Linked DNA regions of Mus musculus: region 2 is linked to region 1. A link is a contact called in public Hi-C data. All regions are on one chromosome and are shown on one strand. Each heading gives the region's core, a stretch centred on a gene start, on an enhancer-like site or on the middle of the called end of the contact. The rest is flanking DNA. Distances are from core to core; before and after follow the strand shown. Region 1 has its middle 30 kb from the start of Tlr2. Region 2 overlaps Tmem131l (transmembrane 131 like).

Region 1 (5,224 bases), core at 340-2,839:
GAGCCATCAGTTACTCTGATCTGTCTGTGATGAGCAGTTTACATCGTTGCAAAAGCAACTAGTTCAACGTGGAGGTTTATGTTACAAAACTAATGCTGTTAGGAATGTGAACAAGGATTTAGAGGCTCCTCCTGGCCAAGCCTCAGCCCCAGATAGCAACATACAATAGGTTCCTTGGACTCCACACATAATCAGGATCTTTCTTAGGCTAAGGTCTATACAGGAGATGTTCCTGGCTAACAGCATCTTGAACTGCAAGGCCACTCTATGCCAAGTGACATGCCTTTGGAGACAGAACTTGGTAGACTGTCATCTGTGGCTAGGCACCACGGGCCTTGGTGAACTTTCTTGACAGTTCTTCCATGACTGCCTCATTTGGTAAAGTGACAGTGATGGGGCTAGTTCCTAACACTGACCTGAAAGATATGTACGTGTGTGAATATATATATTCTACATGTACATATTATATATACAATGCATTCATGTTGAAAAGACTGGGCACAAAAAAAAAAAGAAAAGACTGGGCACACTAAGTCCCCAACATACTGCATCAGTGTCACAAATAGATTATCCCTACGCTCATCTCCCTGCGTATTGGGCTACACATACTTCTGGGAACAGTAGAACCTGGAGCTTCTGGGCTGCTTGAATTTACTTCAGGCAAGAGACTGTGTTCCTGCCTCAGAACAGCCTCCATATGAAAATATTACCCTACCATCATTTCTCAGCATGTAAATATCCAATTAATGCCATTTTGCAGTGTGCTGTGTTAAAACCAAATCCATTTCAGCATGCGCAGCTGTTAATCTTTAGCAAAGAGCAAAAGTAAAGGTTCAGCAAATAATTGCTTTAAGATAAACCGTGTGGTTTATCATTGGTAAATGTTGGATTCACACATGTGTTTTATATACCTGTATACCTGGAGGTCACAGAAGAAGTTTTGGGGTGAAAACATTTAAGAAACTCTGCTTCGGAACACGGTGGGAACCTTGACTTTGGGCAGCACTTGAGGTATATGGAGTCTGGAGCAGGCAGGAGTTGAAAGGGATTGCTGTGGGCACAGACATAGATAGCCTGGTATCTTGGACACCTGAGCTATCTGGGTCACAAAAGCTAGCAAAGCCAATTTGAGTAACTCCTGTAGTGAAGTATCTGCACTGGGTGAGCTGACTTGCTTAGGAGCCTGCACTGAGCTAGGAGAATTCATTATACAGTGGGAAAGTAAAATGCCCTCCTTGCCAGGGAACTACTTGCTCCAAGTACAAGTGCCAAGCACATTTGGATTCTGCAACCCAAAACACTTTGACAAATCTTAAATAGCATTTGGTAGTCAGGAGAGAGGTGGCCATGTTTTCACTTTTTACTGACTTTAAAAAGCTTTCTAAGACCTCTGGCATGTCTAAATAGTCTCCTGACATTGCTCCCAAGGGCTTCCAAATTGGCAATTAAGTTAACTATCTGCAAACCTGGCAGTCATGTAGCTGATTTTTTTGTTTTGGTTTGGGTTTTTTTGAGACAGGCTTATCTGAAACTCACTATGTATTCCAGGCTGGCCTAAAACTCATAAACTTCCTCAAAAGAAAATGTATGTTATAGTTACCATCATGTTTATTTAAACATTTCTCACTCTATATGTCCCCTCTTCCAAGCTAAAAAGGAAAACTTCTTGTTTTATCTTTCTTAGTATTTAACAGGGGGAAGCAAATCCACACAGAGAGAAATATCATGACTATGTATCCCTGAAGCCTATGATTTTGTTTTCTCCAACAGGGTAAATTTTCACCACTGTCTCACAAACAGTGAACACTACACACTCTCTCCTGTCCTTACTGGAGGGGCTGCTCAGTGAGGACGTGCACCCCACTCACAGATGAAGGGACAAAGAGCTCATCTGAGGCCATATAAGCCTGGAGGATCCCAGGGAATTGTGTAAACCCCAAGAGGATGGTGGCTGCCCCTCGATGTTAAAACCCCACTTGTTAGACACGCTTCCGCGTTTTTCTGATGTGTTAGGTATGGTCAGGTCAGATCGTAAACCTTCAGTCCTTGCGGGCTTTAAAGTGCTTTTGACCCAACTTACAGGAGAATAAAACAAAACGCTGAGCTAAAAATAATCATGCAAACAGTGCTCTAGAGATTTAAAGAAGAAGTAGTTTCACTTCCTTTTGTTCCTGCCTCTGCCAACTGAAGTCTGCAGCTATGAACTCTACAGGAGACAAGTCAGTCCCCATTGCACAGGATATGTGGATTGATGCTGTGATAGCCAGGGTCTACATGTTTTTACTGCAAAGGTTTAAAAAAAAAGGATTAGGGGATGCCTAGAAACCTGTAGACACTCCACGAATGAGGGAAATTCCATATATTCCTTAATGTTTACAAGAAAGAGATAAAGCTAGGCGTGCTAGTGCAAGCCTGCAGATTATTTTCAGCATCACTTACCTATGTAGGTATTTGGTTCTATCATTTAAAATACTAGGAAAGATACAAATATTAATTCCAACTTTGGGAGAGGCTGAGGCAGGAGGATTGTGAGTTTGGGGCCATATATTGTGAATTCTTATTTTAAAATAAAACAAGAACAATAACAAATGAACAAAACCCAAGACCAACCCAATAAAAACTTCAGCCTAAATTAAAGATGAACTAAACATGACCACGAGGAGTGACTGGAATACACACCTTGGTGTTTGCCCTGAGAGCAGTCTCCAGGAAGCTCTGAAGAGGGTGTAACTTGTAACCATGGAGAACATTCCCCACGTAGACAGAAACCACCACCAGTAGAGCGTTATAGTGAAGTACAAAGGGTCAACCCACATCTGCAGCAAGGCCACCAGTTATCAGAGAAATAAACACAGTCTCCTTCAGTGATGGGGACCTCGAATGGCGCCCCAGTTTGCTGTATGATGCTGAACTAGATAAACTTCAGTCCTGGGACCTCCATCACTCACTAAATGCTTCACACACACTCTTTCTGGTGGAGAGCAACCTCACCACCATGTCTATTCCATAACAATGGCTTACCTACCAGCTGTGAGTTAATTCTACAGATGAGAAAATTGGTAGTTGTCTAAAAGATCACATGGGGCTACCCCAGAACGCCCAAGCCTGGTCCTTTCACCTGACTGCTTCAGAGGAAGCCGTGTAGGGCCTCAATAGTGAAGTGCATTGGACATACAAGTATCACTATAGTTGTGAAACTGGGAGCATTGAATCTGGGCTGTCTCCCTATCCTGCAGGGTGACCTAGATTTCAAACATAACCTAGAGAAGAAAGCACTCTGAAAATCACACTGTGTTACACGGAGCCCAGGGGCTGCTGTTACTAACACATGCCCCCATGAAAGGCCTTAGAGGATCGTCAGTCAGTGAATCAGCAGCTTCTGGGATGCCTACCTGGGTAACAGTGAGTTTTCCCGCTCAGCTCTCCTGCCTCTATCACGTCCTCTCCTGTTCCCCTTCCTCTTTCTCCTCTTCAGCTACTTGTGCCCCTTTCCAGAGAGCATGGTGTAGGGACCCCACTCTTTCCTTGTTCTCTGTGTCTGTACCACTGACCAGAGTCCAAGTGGCCTCCAGGAGGTACATTTAATCTGGCTGGGTCCAACCCACACTACTGGGGGTCCGGACAGACTGAGCTGATGGGCTGTAAGTCAATGGTTGTTAGGGTTGTTTTTTCAACAGTTGTACTTTAAGAGCAGACCTATCAGCAAGCCACTATTCTTCCTTCCTTCCTTCCTTCCTTCCTTCCTTCCTTCCTTCCTTCCTTCCTTCCTTCCTCCCTCCCTCCCTCCCTCCCTCCCTCCCCTCCCTCTCTCTTCCTTCCTCCTTCCCTTCCTTCCTTTTTAAAGATTAATTATTTTTCATTTTTTTATTTATTCACTTTACATCCTGCTCACTGCCCTCCTCCCTAGACACCTTCTCACAGTCCTTTCCTCAATCTTCACCTCCCCTGGGAGTCCCCCTTCCTCCCCCCAACATCATGTCTCTGTAGGGCTAGGTGCATCTTCCCTCACTGAGGCCACACAAGGCAGCCCAGCTAGAAGATCATATCCCATGGACAGACAGCAACTTTAGGGATAGCTCCTGTTCCAGTTGTTCAGGACCCACATGAAGACCAAGCTGCGCATCTGCTACATATGTATGGGGAGGACTAGGTCCAGCCTGTCTATGCTGTTTGGCTGGTGGTTCAGTCTCTGAGACCCCAAAGGTCCATGTTGACTCTGCCGGTCTTCCTGGAGTTCTTTTCCCCTTCAAGGCCCGCAATCCTTTCCCCCACTCTTCCATAAGAGGAGTCCCCAAGCTGATGGATGAAGCCTCTCAGAGGACAGCCATGCTAGACTCCTGTCTACACATATAACAGACTATCATTAATAGTCTCCCATGGGATGGGTCTCAAGTTGGGCTGGGTGTAGAAAGCAGACTTAGAAGCATAATACCTTTGGTCTTTAACATTTTCCAGCGTCAACCTCTTATCTACTTAGAATGGTTACAAAGGACAGACAGTGAGGAGTCTAGTATGGCTGTCCTTTGGAAGGCTCTACCCTACCAGCTGACTCAGACAGATACAGACACCCACAGCCACACAGTGGATGGAGCTTGGGGACTCTTTTGGAAGAGTGGGGGAAAGGATTGCAGGCCCTGAAGGGGACAAGAACTCCAGGAAGGAAGAGGAGGAAGAGGGAGAGGAAAAGGAGGGAGAAGAAATGAGCCTTACTTTAGAAAACAGTACAGTTTTCTTAAGGGCCTGAGATCACTTGCAAGATAACCAAAACTCAAGATACACACCCAGATGCTAGTTCTCATCATGGTGACTAAAGATAAGGTTCATTACTTCTGATATCAAAGGAGACAGGTGTTTCTCAAAATCCCATCATCTGTTTTTATTTATTGTTTTTGTAGTCTTCATCTTTCTAAGAATATACTCATCTTTTACATTTCCCCTGTAAAAGTGAAATTTATGGAAAAGAAAAACCTGAGTCTGTTCATTTAAAAAACATTTGAAGATTTATGTTATTATTTTGCATGCATGAGAGTTTTGCTTGTATGTGTGTGTGTACGTCAGGTCAACAGTGGGTCCTGTGCGCACCTCTTCCCCACACCTACACACACTTAAAAATGAATCTTAAAAAAAAATATGGAACCAATTCTAGAAGACCCCAACTATCTGTGTCTGTAATGCCTGGATTTAATCATCAACAAATAGCAGTACTCAGTGTACAGGCATGATT
Region 2 (5,915 bases), core at 3,356-5,855, 87 kb before region 1:
CTGCCCGGAGGGGGGAGGGCTCCAGGCCGGCTTGAGCCACACGGCAAGGCAAAAGCTTGCAACCACTGGAGAGTAAGAGGAAAGATTAAGCTGCCTCGTTGCCATCTTGCAAATGTTCTGGACTTGTCAGATCATTAGTGGAAATAAATTGTTGGTGAACTGGACCCAGTCATTAATCCATACAACACAAATGTTTCCAATGAAAGAAAATGCAAATTTCAGTCATTTCTACTTTGCCAAGCCAAGGTTTGGATGAAGGTTTGGCTGGCTCACTCATTTCTGTGAGTTACTAGAGGATAAGATTTAGTTAATCCTCTCCTCTATTAAGAAGCAACAAACTCCAGATACCCAGGGCTAGCAGAGCTCAGCAGAGGAGCCCCTGCCTGGTAAGCACCAGGCTCTGGGTTCCATCCCCACACCAAAAACTGGCTTTACCTCAGTGGCGGCTACTCTGCTTTTCTTCTGTCTGCTAGAGTTTCTGTGAAACCTGGTGTCCCAGGCTGGGTTTACATGTGTGTTTCAGATGTCGTTACCTGCTACCCATTAAGAACTACTTTTTTTTTTTTTAAATCACCTCTTGCACTGCTTAGCCAAGTCCTGATGAGGTCAGTTGTCCCCTGGTCTGCTGTGCATGGACACTGTCCTGCCCATTGTGCTCTCCCTCACCTTGCTACTTTTGCCCCTGCCCTGCAAAAATGCCTGGCCCCTGGGGAGTGAATTCCTTGACCTCCATAGGTAACTGCCTTTGCAAAGCTCATGGTGGTGTTGCTAGTCCTGCCCAGCCCCAGCAGGTCTGCTATTCTCAACTACCCACAGCGGCATCCGCTGTCCTGGTCTACTTGCCTTCTGCCTCAATCTAGTTGCTCTTGCTTTTTACTCCAGACCTTCAGAAGTTCTCCTCACCCACACTGGCCTACCATGGAAGGCCGTCTGCTTCTCTCCTGTTGCCTCCTCCTGTCCTGGGAGTCTCGCCCATTCCTGCCCCTTCTCCACTGTCAGTTGCTAATAAGTCCTCTAATAAGTCCTTCCTGTCAGGACATGAGTGTTCGGTGACCCCTCATCTGTCAGACCCCAGCAGTAGCCATACCCTGCCTCAGGATGTCCATCTCTGCCTGCTCTTGGGTTCCATGGCTCCTGGCCCAGAGGCCTCCTTAGGGAGTCTGTGTTGGTGATGACAGCTCCCTCTGTCCTCGCCCTCAATGCCTGTGTCCCCACCTTCTCACCACTGCTCCCCTGAAGCAGAAGTCAAGCCCCTGACATGGCAGTGTTACCCCATCCTTGGTCCCCATAGACCAGTTTCTGTCGTGGTTGCGCATTCATTTCCTCATCACCCCAGAGGAACCCTGGTTCTCCAGAGCCTGAGCCTTGATTCCTGCTCGTCCCTCTTTTCTGTGGTTGGCCCCTCTGCCAGTCTTCTCCACATTTAAAACTTCAAGTCTCATCTTGAATTCCCACATCTCTCAGATTTGTGTCTATAGCTTGGGCCTCTCTCCTGAAATGTAAACTATCTTACAGCCAACTTGTGGTTGAACACCTTTGTTCGGAGTCTAACAGCTACTGTACACAGTGCTCGCACCTCCAGTCCCTCTTTCTAACGGCCTAGGCCCCGATCTCAGTCATCCTGGGGCCTTCTTTCCCGGGTCACCCTCCCCGTCTCAGTCTGTAGAGCCTGGCAGCTTGCTCCCCGTCTCCTCCCTGACTACCTGCTCCCAGAAGTCCTTTCTGACGGCCTGACAGGTGACCTCCTTCTGCCTTCCTCCTTTTTACTGCATGCCATTATGTGTTACACATAAGTGGGATGACATGACTGTCAGGGCTGGGAAGCCCCTGAGATTTTTCTTCCTACTCAGAAGTTAATGTCTTGTCTGGAAACAAGAGACTCTGGCTTAGACAAGTCTCACAGGACATCAAGAGACGTGAGCTTCGTCTGTCAGTTCTTCCTCCATTGCTGCAGGGATAACACAGACCGGGATGGACTCCTGGTTTTAGGGAACCCAAGACTTGATGGGTGGGAAGCATTGTTCTCCTGAGCTTGCTGCGTGTTCCTGGTGGAGCCACAGGCAGACATTGGTTCCGCCCTGTGTGGTATGGCAGGCAGTGGTGGTCCCATACCAGAAGTGTAGTGCTTCCTTTGGCTCTTGTGAAAGCTAGGCATGTTACATGCAGTGCTAAGGCGGCCTGGCAGGGAAGGTGCAGCCCTCCTAGACTGGCAGCTGTGTGACAGAATGAGACATAGGTTTCCTGAGAGGGATAGTTGCCATTTTGTCAGCTACACCAATGTCGAGTGTCCTGAGCAGCCTCAGAAAGACACCTGAACAAGATGGATGTAGATGTTGCAGGAGAGGAACCCATGTCTCTGTCCAGCAGCCGGCGTGTCTGCCTGCTGTCCTGCTGCAGGCCCCAGTATGTCTGCTGGCTGAATGTGTAAAATGGGTGTAGCCATAGGAACTTCTGCCCAGCACTCCCACTGCTCAGCAGCCAGGGTTTTCCCACCCAAGCACAGTGCCAGTCCAGTCAGCCCCTAGTCCCTCCCTCCCTCACTCTTTAATCATGGTTTTTCTCTGTGGAGACCCAGTACCACCCACTTTGGACCTTCTCAGACTGCTCCCCACCTAGCTGGAGCTTCCAGACGCATCTGACTCACTCCCTGTCTGCAGTCACATCTTCAGCAGAAAGGCCCTCAGAGAGCCTTGAACCACCAGACTTAGAATTGCCACGCCTTTAATGCCAGCACTTGGAAGGCAGAGACAGGCAGATTTCTGAGTTCAAGGCCAGCCAGGGCTATACAGAGAAACCCTGTCTCGAAAAAACAAACAAAAAAAACCAAACAAACAAAAAAAGAATTGCCGTGTGGACTCTGCCATGCTGTGTTCTGCTCTTAAACCTTCCTCCTTGAACCCTCAGGTCTGTATCCACCCGGAGGCCTGTGGCCTTCCCAGCCAGTGTGTCTGACCAGCAGCTTCAACTGCCCAGTGGAGAACGGTGCCCCAGGGGTGTCTCAGGAGCCCACCTCCATCCCTGACAGGTAGGCCCCACTGCTCTTATACAGCTCCGCTTGGCAACTAGAGCCGGAGCTGGAGCTCAGGGCAATCCCAGATACTCGGACTATGCCTGGGAGCTTTGTGTTTTCTGCCTTCTGGAGTTACACTGTGCTGTCCAACAGCAGCCGCTGTGAGGAACATGAAGTCAGAGCAGTACAGCTGGTAGCCCCACCTGGCGTTCCCCTATAGGTTGAAAGCATGATTTCATACGTGGAACAAATCTGAAGTGCTCCTATTACCTTCTCCCGGGCAGATCTTTATTTTCCTGTGGCTTATTCTTGAACACACTTACAAACTGAAACGGATCAGAAATCTGATATCAGCAAATTGTTACACAATAGCGGTTGCTTCAGTCTGCCATACTATTGTTACTCAGTGAGGGGACCTGGCAAATGTCAGTGTCTGATGTCACAGGACCCACTTGACGGCTCATTGTAACAGTATCCCCACCTTATTTATTCCTGTAATGCACCGCAGCCTGCAGTGACCGCAGTACCAGACAGGTTACAGTGCTGACCTTTCCAAGCTGGATGCTGCTTGTAATCTGGGGACAGCTGGACATTTGATTAGCAGGAGCAGCATGACAGAGCTCTTCAGGTGTATACTGGGGCACTGAGGGTCCCCTTGTCTTCCCATGGTGCTAATACAGCTGCGCCAGATTCCGTGTCTAGCTAACAGATGCGGTTTGGAAGGCAGCGTGCCCTTGACCCAGCCAACTGTCCTGCAGGTACAATGTCCTTGGCAAGAAGCTAAGCCTCTGGCTCTGACTTGACAGAACACACTGCTTATGTCCCTATCCTGGAGACTTGCAGATGAGGATGCAGGGCAGTAGAGCCATTCCTCTGTCTTTACTCCTTTCTTGGCGTGCTGTACTTGAAGCTAGTCCTTGATTTTTGTTTGTTTTTTTGTAGCAGTTTCATTGATTGGAGTGCATCCTGCGAAGGCCAATTTCCCAGTGTGTACTGCCCTCTGGAACTGAACGATTACAATGCCTTCCCAGAAGGTAAGGCACTCGGTCATTGCCAATGCACTCTTGCATTCTCAGAAGTCAAGCAAGGTGCCTGTGCACCTAACAGTGTGCAGCCTGGATGATCCTTGAGGGGGCTGCTACTTGGATCCACTTGTGCACATGGGAAGAGGCAATTTCAAATGGACCCTCCCGGCAGCCCTTGCTCTGGTGTCTGGGGTCTTCTGTGTGTAACCTCATCCCACTGCGTCCTGTAAATTAGGTTGAACTGAGTCACTTATGGCTCTATAGCCTGAACAGGGCAGCTGTTTTATTGGAGAACAGGGCCACAACTTCTCAGCAGGAGACTCTCCTATGGGATAGACTCATTCTTCAGCGCGTCCCGACTTTACCCCTGGGTCTGGGGAACCCTGAAGGAGGGAACCAAGCTTGGGGCAGGAATAGTGGGCACATACAGGTGCTCCATCAAAACACGTGTGTTACAATAAGTATTAAGAGCTGGGGAATTCCCCGAGTATCTGGAAACTGCAGGATACAGCTGGGCCAGCATTTCTCTTGGCTGGCACTGCCCTTCCCAGCCACGTGTCCGGTGTTGATTCTGACACTGCGTTATAGCCAGCTAACCACAAGAGGGAGCTACAGCAGCTGTCCCCCTAGGATTAAAGCTTTAGTACTTGTAAGTGCTTTATGGGGCCATGTGATCTATATGCAGGTTGATGAGGGTGAGGAGGGCTGGTAATTAACAAAATCGAGAGCACGTAGCTGGGAGGTGTATCCAAGAATGCCTGAGCCCCGAGGGTTCCATCCGCACCTGGCCCTGAATGTTGTTGGGTTTGAGGGGAGGGAAGAAGTTTGGCACTGTCCACTTCTTTAGAAATACTCTAACCTCTGTGTTAGAAGTATCCCCATGTAATGAGTGAGCACAGACATGCAGCCCTGCCGGGCGCTCTGTCTTAGCATGCAGATTGCACTCAGGGTTAGGGCCGCCTTTATCCTCCACTGAGAATTCAGCACCTCACCAACAGTTTTTCTCCCATCCCTCACAGAAAACATGAATTATACCAATGGCTTCCCCTGCTCCTCGAAAGTTCAGACGGACTTCATTGGCCACAGCACCCCCTCTACCTGGAACACTCCGGCCAGCATGCCCGCTGCCTGGGGCCATGCCAGTCTCGTCAACTCTCCAGTGAGTGTCGCCCTTCCTGTTCCCCTGCACTGCTCTCTCTTCCTGTGCTCTGCTCGCTTCAGCACAGAGTGCAGGTCAGGCAGACTGATGGGATTCATATACAAGAGTAGTGGCCGCCTTCTGAAGGCTGTAATGTGGAGACAGGCAGGAAGTCTGTGTCACGGCCTTCAGTGGCCTCCGCGGCCTTCAGTGGGGTTAGAGGTGAAAGAGGGGCTCTGCAGCTGTCTGTAGTGCCCACACTGTCTCTCCTCACACCCACACTACACAACATTGTCTCTCCTCAGACCCACACCACACAACACTGTCTCCCCTTGTGCCCACACCACACATTTCTTCACGGGAGACATTTGACTGAACCCTTTAGATTGCAAATAGACTTAACAGATCAGATGAAAATGTCATAGCAATGTTTGGGATGGTTTAACAGCTCTCAGGTAGGCAGGTAGACATGACATCATGGCTGTGTCCCCTAGGCTATCTCTTCAGTCTCAGTGTTTTGTCTGGAAAGCCCCTTCTTGGTTTCTAACCTTTGGTTCTCTTGTCCACCTTTGTTTCCGCTTCAGTCCTACCTCACGAGCACCCGAAGCTTGTCTCCCATGTCTGGACTCTTTGGTTCCATCTGGGCCCCACAAAGTGAAGTGTATGAAACCTGCTGCCCCATCAGCCCTGCCACAGAGCATGCAACCCACATGGAAAACCAGGTCATGTGCAAGGAGTACTA

What was found. A called contact is a pair of places that touch in the nucleus more often than the background predicts.
Region 2: a Hi-C map of the 63-12 cell line shows a contact between it and region 1, with 2.2 times the contacts expected there. The contact joins two enhancer-like sites. A contact is called at or near these places in 2 of 15 datasets of contacts at CTCF or cohesin (large pre-B cells and pro-B cells), 75 of 484 Hi-C or Micro-C datasets (the 63-12 cell line, 8-cell embryo, B cells and 41 more), 9 of 115 datasets of contacts at active chromatin or transcription factors (the 230-238 cell line, bone marrow-derived macrophages, embryonic stem cells and 2 more) and 4 of 9 other capture datasets (adipose tissue, embryonic stem cells, liver and 1 more).

The regions. Positions count from the first base shown.
Region 1 is chr3:83,809,081-83,814,304 of GRCm38.p6, reverse strand. It overlaps the pseudogene Gm7115. Among named protein-coding and RNA genes, the nearest start is that of Tlr2, 30 kb to the left of the region's middle. Within about 2 kb of position 1,589, at least 59 of the 459 cell types and tissues checked have an H3K27ac peak or open chromatin away from gene starts, as enhancers often do. A contact at or near this core is called in the 63-12 cell line, where this site is marked.
Region 2 is chr3:83,898,456-83,904,370 of GRCm38.p6, reverse strand. Tmem131l (transmembrane 131 like) reads left to right here. Exons shown (of 35, transcript NM_172681.4): 32 at 2,905-3,025; 33 at 3,953-4,044; 34 at 5,055-5,194; 35 at 5,758-5,915. Among named protein-coding and RNA genes, the nearest start is that of Tlr2, 60 kb to the right of the region's middle. Within about 2 kb of position 4,605, at least 22 of the 459 cell types and tissues checked have an H3K27ac peak or open chromatin away from gene starts, as enhancers often do. A contact at or near this core is called in the 63-12 cell line, where this site is marked.